2 separate regions of the Danio rerio genome follow, and region 2 is linked to region 1. Evidence: chromatin contacts called from public Hi-C data. All regions are on one chromosome and are shown on one strand. The core of a region is the stretch at or near the end of the contact, and the rest is flanking DNA. Distances in the headings are between cores, read along the strand shown. Region 1 holds the start of gb:ex154042 (expressed sequence EX154042). Region 2 overlaps gb:ex154042 (expressed sequence EX154042).

The links. Hi-C and Micro-C count contacts between places; a contact is called where the count stands out from the background.
Region 2: a Hi-C map of embryo shows a contact between it and region 1, with 2.2 times the contacts expected there. The contact joins the enhancer-like site here to the promoter of gb:ex154042 in region 1. A contact is called at or near these places in 6 of 18 Hi-C or Micro-C datasets (caudal fin, embryo, gastrula embryo and 2 more) and 1 of 4 datasets of contacts at active chromatin or transcription factors (caudal fin).

The regions. Positions count from the first base shown.
Region 1 is chr6:31,470,233-31,474,162 of GRCz12tu, reverse strand. It overlaps gb:ex154042 (expressed sequence EX154042), which reads right to left and starts at 2,043. Exons shown (of 6, transcript XM_073954182.1): 1 at 1,893-2,043; 2 at 1,660-1,753; 3 at 521-692; 4 at 296-374. The coding sequence starts at 1,949. It also overlaps a transcript of glmnb not described here.
Region 2 is chr6:31,528,696-31,532,625 of GRCz12tu, reverse strand. All of the region lies in intron 5 of gb:ex154042 (expressed sequence EX154042), which reads right to left. The region is part of intron 18 of evi5b (ecotropic viral integration site 5b); the gene reads left to right. Among named protein-coding and RNA genes, the nearest start is that of gfi1ab, 19 kb to the right of the region's middle. Within about 2 kb of position 2,180, at least 4 of the 62 cell types and tissues checked have an H3K27ac peak or open chromatin away from gene starts, as enhancers often do.

The DNA.
Region 1 (3,930 bases), core at 794-3,293:
TAAAAAGGCCATTTAATCTTTTGTGGGTACCATCTTAATATACTTCTTACATGTGCTTTTACTTCTGCGGGCATCATGTTCTTTACTTCTTATATGTGCTATGCTTCTACTGTGCGTCTATAATAAGAACAGCCCTTGATGTAAAATTTGAGTTAACCCTAAGAACTCATACATTTAAATTTTTATAAATTTATAAATTCGAATTAAAACACTACAGGAGAAGTATGACAGTTAACCAAAAATAAACAACAAATCCTTCACTCAAACTAAAGTGTACTACAGTATCACAACAAACCTTAGCGATGATCAGCATTCCATTCACTACTTCAGCAGTACTATGCACGGGAATGACTTTGAGGTTACAGCCAAGAAATCTGTTGCAAAAAAATCTAATATCAGAAAATGAAGCTTAGAAAACTACTGTGATTCAATTTCCAGATGCCCTGTCTAGAGCACTGCCTTTTTAGTATAGCTTGCTTACAAAATAAAGTTTTGCATTTGTGTTTTTCATCTCATGTACCTGTTCTGCACCAGTGATATAATCTCCCACTCTTTTTTTCCGTAAACTGGGGCTTGAAGCAGAAGAAAACTGTTTCTGTGGATCTGCACAAATCTTTCCATTCTCTCAAATGGTTCTACATTTTCAAGCTTAGCTGGAAACTCTTCAGGTGTCACAAGCAAGAAAGCTGTACCTGCGCAATAAAAAAGTCAAGAAAATGTAATGAGGGTCCACTGTATTTTAAACCCCTGTCCTACTGTCCATTTTGCTAATCGACTTTTGTTTTCTAACAAACTCAAAAGACCCTTTGATGCAATGTTTCTGTTCTCAGTACTGTTGTCCACCAGAAGCCACCTGAAGTTCTCAGTGGATCCCTAGCCTGTCAAAATAGAGATCTGTAGGCAATTGACATTGGGCCAACACAGTCTGCATTTTTGTCAAACAGCAAAATATAAGTAAATGTACATTTGACTGCAGTTAGGTAAAATAAAGGGCAGTTTGATGTCCTTAACTACACAGACTTCTCACAGATTAGTTCGGTTTTAGGGTGACGGTTTTGGTATGAGATTCAGTAAAATATATCTATAAATACAATCAATAACACTGATGTATATAATTTTTACTTTATAAATTAAACAATGATAAACATGATTGAGTTTTATAGCTATTCAGCCAAGAGCAGAGTACTTTAATGTATTTAAAAAAACTGCCCTAGCAAAGCCTAAGTCCCCATGTGTATGTGGGAGTTACTTTACTGACCAAAGAAAGTTTTATGAACATGAATTGACACCCTGTTTCAGTCATAACCCGTACATAGCAGTAGTAATAATTTATTTTATCATAAGTAATTGGTGATAGACTTCTTTAAAACACGAGTAACGCTTTTTTGAAGATGATGATGTTCTCTCCTTCGGGTTCAGTTTTTAGTTACGGCGCAGTTCGTTGCGCCCTCTGCTGATATAAGAGAAGACAGGCACTACTAGACTATTATTATGATAATCAGGAGATAAATGGCGGTCAGGCGGTTTTAAACGTACTTTAAAACACGATTAAACTGTTACTGGGATGAACAGTTTTTATAAGCGGGATGAAAATGCAGAAAACACCGTCTAAAAAGGGACCAAATTAGTTGAAAAAAATATAACGCCTTTACAAGTTACCTGACAAGGGGAAAACGAAGGAAGAGTCCAGAATGCTATCTGATCGGCGAATCCTGTGCTGCTGTGCTAAAAGCAGCCGTGAAGCCTCATCACACTGTAAAGACATTACGAAATAGAATAAAACATTTAAATACATCATGGATAAATCGGTCAACATTTGAGTAAATCCCTTAAATGGGATGTACGGCAAGCCATACATTCAGTAATGATTAACAATATTATTGAAAATGAACCTGCGAAGAGGAGCTGATTATAACTGTTGTTTTCCAAGATGTATTATCGCTGGCCATTTCCGATAATTTGGGCTGATTTTAAGCTAACTGTCAACTGAAGCAAACGATGGAAAGGGCGGGCAGTGTTGTATCGAAATCTGACTCCTTGGACAAATCTAGGGAAGTCGATTCCTCGACTCTCAATGGACCCACTACCGGAATCGACTCCAAGACAGGAATCGACTCCCAGAGTCGAGTGTTTTTTTTTATTTTTTGTTTTTTTTATACAAATCCTCTTGAATGAAGCAGTTACAATTTACAGTTATAATGCTCATTCCCGAGCATAATGAACACCATAGGCTTTTGAATTCACAAATTTTACGGTTTTGCTTTTGAATTTCGCGACGACGTAATATTAAAATAGTACGTGCTGCGCGATGAAGTTTATTCATTTTCTTTTCGGCTTAGTCCCTTTATTAATCCAGGGTCGCCACAGTGGAATAAACCGCCAATTTATCTAGCACATTTTTACACAGTGGATGCCCTTCCAGCTGCAACCCATCTCTGGGAATAATAAACTCATTAATCTTCATTAATTTTAGACATGGCATATACCGTATGATGAACAATACAAGCATGTAAAAAGTTATTTATACAGTATATATATATATATATATATATATATATATATATATATATATATATATATATGAAAAGTGTTTTTAAACTAAACAGATTTTTATTTGGTTTGTACCCAAATACATTTGCACATGTACTTCCTGAATTACTTCAAGGAATAAATAGCAATATTTCAAGAAGAGTTAATTAAATGAAAAAAAAACTACATTATTACATTTACCAAAAACAAAAATATAACATTACACTGAATTCATAATTTTTTTTGTGTGCCACCCCAAGATTTGGTGCGGCCTCTTCTGGCCACCCCTAAGACAATTTTCTGGGGGCGCCACTGCTAAAAACAAGACAACTTCCGCATTGAAGAATAAAGTCACTCCATATACCGATACCACAACGCATAATTCAAAGCACAAAAAGCCGGAATATCAAGCAAGACAAAAAGTGACGGATCTACGAAACTGTAAGAGGGCGGATTAATCGTTTGCATGCCTGGGTCTCTGTTCACGGTCCTCGGGGCGTGGTCAAAGCGTAGCGGCCGGATGGGCCGGATCGTCTGTCAATCAAACGGCCAACGGAGGGTGAGTTTGGGCGAGTTGTACCAGTCCACGGCCCTTTACGTGTCCCCCAGGCGCGCCTCGCACTCCCACGTCCTAGTACATGGTATTGTTTGGCGTTCTCGACATGATTTACACACAGAAGGCGGAAAAGACAGCTCTGGAACCCAGCAATCCCCTTGATTGGTCGTTCGTTGCCGCAATGCATTGTGGGAAGCACACTTCGCCCTTAAAAACGGCTACAAATGCAATAAAATTAAAATTTAAACAAGCAAAAATGACAGCACGTTGCTGGAAGAGCTGGGTGGCGTCTACCTTTGCAGTCTAGGCGACGGTTGAAAATGTGGCCTACCGTCGATGAGAAACAGCGCTCCTATCGCACGTATAAATACAATTCCGTGCAGCTGCTCAATTACGGTCCCCGGGCTCGGCTGCGGCTGTTCAAATTCAAGCTCATCCAAAGTGACCCAAAACACGTGATATCAATTGGCAATCAAGATTCGGCCCAAGTTTCGGATCCAAATGCAGCCGGTGGAGCTCGGGGCCACGTTTTATTTGTTTTTACATTTTTACCTTTTCTCGTCCTTGACTACAAGCGAAGGTGGACCACACCTGCAAAGACGATAAAGAACAATAAGAAAAGACACTTAAAGAAAGGGATAAATAAGCAAATCTATACAGGCTCACTTTGTATTTCTGTGTGGCGTTTACATTTTCCCCCCATGCTCGCCTAGGTTTTCACCACAAGTCCAAAACATGCGCTTTTGATCAACTGGGTAAGCTAATATTGGCCATAGTGTATGTGTGCAAATGAGTGTGTATGTTTTTTTTTCCCCAGTGATGCCTTGCAGCTGCAAGGGCATTCA
Region 2 (3,930 bases), core at 931-3,430, 58 kb before region 1:
ACAATAACAATCTTTTATAATTCAGTCCTTTATTTTTTTCATATTGAAAAATGTGTGTGTGCTGCTGCACATCCCTGTGTGTTTGTTATTTGGCTTGTGGACACTGTCACAGTGTAGAATGGTGTGAAGGCAGGCTTACAGTCAGTGTTAGAATGGGAAAAGCTACCCGCTTATCAGAATTTGATGAAAAGATTCATCAAAAATCTCAGAAACGGCACACTTTCTGTGTTGTTCATAGGTTGTTTTAGATATGTATGTTTCAAAAGTGTTGAAGAGATGATAAACCGACGTTCAGCAGTGTGTTGTCCACAACTCATTCCTCATGCCAAAGGGAAGTGGAGATAATTGAGCATTGTTTATAGCAACTGCAAGGCCACACAGTCTGACATATCACCAGCATTTACAACAGTGGTGACAAGGCCAATGTGCCATAGCTTGCAGTTTCAATATAGACTTTCATTTAACACATAGGCCTGTGTAGCCTTTGACCCAGTTTTGTCCTCATGGTAAACATGCATGAAAACCATTGCCAAAAATGCATAAAATGGGCCCAGGTTCACAAAGGCTGGACTACTTGGAAGAAAGTGGCCCGGTCTGATGAATCAAGATTCCTTGGACATCACTTTGATGGCTATATGAAGATTAAAAACAGAGCGGATGGCTCCTGGATACACTGCTGGGAAACACGGCAGTGGTTTTATGCTGTGGGTAATCATTTCTTGGGACTTACTATGCCTATATCTCAACAACACAATCCCTGACACATGCCAGGTGCCTGTTGTGGAGCCAGTGGACCCAAAAATTGCAACAAACGATTCACCAACCCAGGCTGCCAGAATCATGAAGAATAGAACATGTTGATGAATTTATGTCAATGCATTGGCCTCCAAATTCACCTAACATGAGCCCGATCAAACATTTTTGGTCAAAAAAAAAAAAAAAAAAAAAAAAGTGAAAAAATCAGGTTCACGATGCATCACCAGCACTCAATACAATGTATAGAAACTGGAGATCCTGATGTTGACATTACGCTATATTACAGAAGACATTTTGCCACCTCAGCAAATCAATGCCTTGCTTTGTGGCTGCAAGCAGTTTATTGAAACATACATTAAATAATAAAAACAAAACTAATATTTTAAATAAACTATCTGCAGACATTTTGCAAATAGCTTCTTTCTGGTTTTCCTGCGTTTAATGCAGCCTTGAATGAAATCACGTTTCATTGCCATATTTCTATGACTGAAAAACTAATTTCAAGTGATTACACAAGACATGATGCATTTCAGAAAATTTTAATATTTCTTTTAAATGTTTTGCGATTTGATTTGATAATTTTTTTTCAACTATTTGTAAAGAAGAAATTATACAATTATCGTCTTTTGGATGAAACGTTAAACCAAGGTCCTGTCTCTCTGTGTTTATTAAATATCCCATAGCCCTATTTTGTAAAGAGTAGGGGTGTAACCTCTGTGTCCTGGCCAAATTCCCTCCATCGGCCCCCATCATGGCCTCCCAATCATCCCCATCTACTGAATTGGCTCTGTAACTGTTTCTCCACTCCACCAGTAGCTGGTGTGTGGTGAGCGCACTGGCTGCCATCACATTATCTAGGTGGATGCTGCACACTGGTGGTGGTGTGGAGAAACCCCCCTCTTGATTGTGAAGCGCTTTAGGTGTATGGCCAATCAATGTACTATATAAATACACATTACATTTACATTACACTACAATCACATGGTCTGTCTGTCATGCCACATTAAATAGGGTCAAAACAACAGTTTTGAATTTCATAATCAGTCTGATTTTCATAATAAAATTTGATATATTGGAAAATAATTAAAAGTAACAGCACAATAAATGTGATTTATACAATTATAATAATTATTATTATAATATTGTAACTTTAACCAGAATTTTAAAATTGGTGCATTACAAGAATGAATGACAAATCAGACACATTCAAAAAAAGATTTTGCATACTTTTTAAAATTAAGTTCTTCTGATTTTGTCTGAGCAGCTGCAATCTTCATGAGATGGTGACACCACTAGAATACATTGAAAAGGACAATTAATTGGCAACAACATGTTTTCTGCTTGGGGGTCTCTGCAGCACTGGGGGCTGCTGAAGTGAGGAAGCCATTACTCAGACGCTTGATGTCCTGAGCTGCAGCCTGCCACCTGCTGATTTTATGCAGCTGAGCAGAAGGAAGTCAGCTAACTGCCTTTCCTTTATCACAACACTATAAGGGGGAGGGGGGAGAAACCTCAAGAAAAACACAAATTCTTGGAAGAAAGCTTGAGATCCCTCACCATCCCCATTCTCTGCGTATCAGAGTGCTGCATGCACAGCCGAACGCCAACCACAGGAATTGAAAACACTCTTCTCTGCTAAGTGTGCATGTGTTGATCTTACCTCACTACCTCTGTCACACCCCTTTTTGACATCTTCTCCTTTTTGACTCCTCATTCTATCCTGTGTGGCTTAGTGCAACTGTTCTGATACAGAGGAAAACGGCTTTTTTGCACCATGCTTGTAGTGTGAGAGTATTGATTCCCTTTTTGACAGGTGTAAATGAGGAGGGTAAACATGTTATGTAGTGGGTGCACATGTCTGTTCAATACCACAGCTCCCTCAAGGCTTTCAACAGCATCGGAAAAAAAACACAACAACTTTCATTGCCTTGTCTGTTCAGATTTAGGGCCCTACTATAATAACAGTTTGCTTAGAAGGAAAATAAATACGTTTGCAGTGATAGGGTTATTAAAAAACATGACTATCTGCTGAGAGTCATTTTTAGTTGTTTAAATTACAAAGATTGTCCTTGGGTTTTTAATATTTCAAAGGGCACCAATGATGAAAATCCTCTTTTGTCAGCTGTTTGGACAGAACTGTGTGTAGGTATAGTGTGTCCACAGTCATAGGAATGCCTTTTTAAAATTTCCTGACGTTAAAATAGGATTCAAATCCCTTTCTATCTTGATGCTCACAACATCGTGATGTAGGAGTGCGGTTTCCCCACCCACTGAATTGATTGACACACACATATTAACATGTTTCGTAGTAACGCACATCATATCCACAAGACAGGACGTGCGCAAAGCAACTGGGATTAAAAGATCTGTTAAGCTCTCTGTGATCATCAGTCATCATTAAATGTGATCAAGAATGAGTTTTACAAGTTTAAAACATTTTTTAAACCGTGCATGTTAATGAATTACAGCAATTTACTACAGCTTTATCACCACAGCTGTATGTTAGTATAATTATAAATGAAGATGCTTCAATCCCGATTTGTGGACGTTAAATCAGGTTTATTTTATACATTAACATAACAGATATTCATACAGCCGAGGATATTAATTTTTAGTTAGTCATATTTGTCATGCAAAAACAGTGCAAAGTTTAACGCGTGTGCTGTGTGTGTCCCCGCTGTGTGTGTGTGTATGTGTGCTTGAACTGTTACGACATTGTGTGTGACTCATCGATAGGTTTGAATAAACTCCTCAACAAATACAATAAATAATCATTGAGAGAGTTCTTACTGTAGTATTTCTCACAAACGTTACGTGAGATCTGCTTCATTCATGCCTGTCACTGTGCTGTTTATCTGACGCTGCTGAGGCAGAGATTAAGGGTGCTTTCACACCTAGACTTTTGTTTTGGAACCTGTCTTGTTTGCCCAGTTAGCGCCGTTCATTTGGCATATGTGAATCCAACAATCACGCTCGGTTCCACACCAAAACAATTGCTCAGATCTTCTGAATGAGGTAGTCTTGGTTCGATTGAAACGAAGCGGATCGATTGTAGTGAGAAAACGATACAATCTGAGTCCGGCTATTTCATATTGTATTATGGATATGTAATAGGCATATACAGCTTAATGAAGAGAGAATGATAAGAAGAGCGGGATGTCATTCCTACTAGTA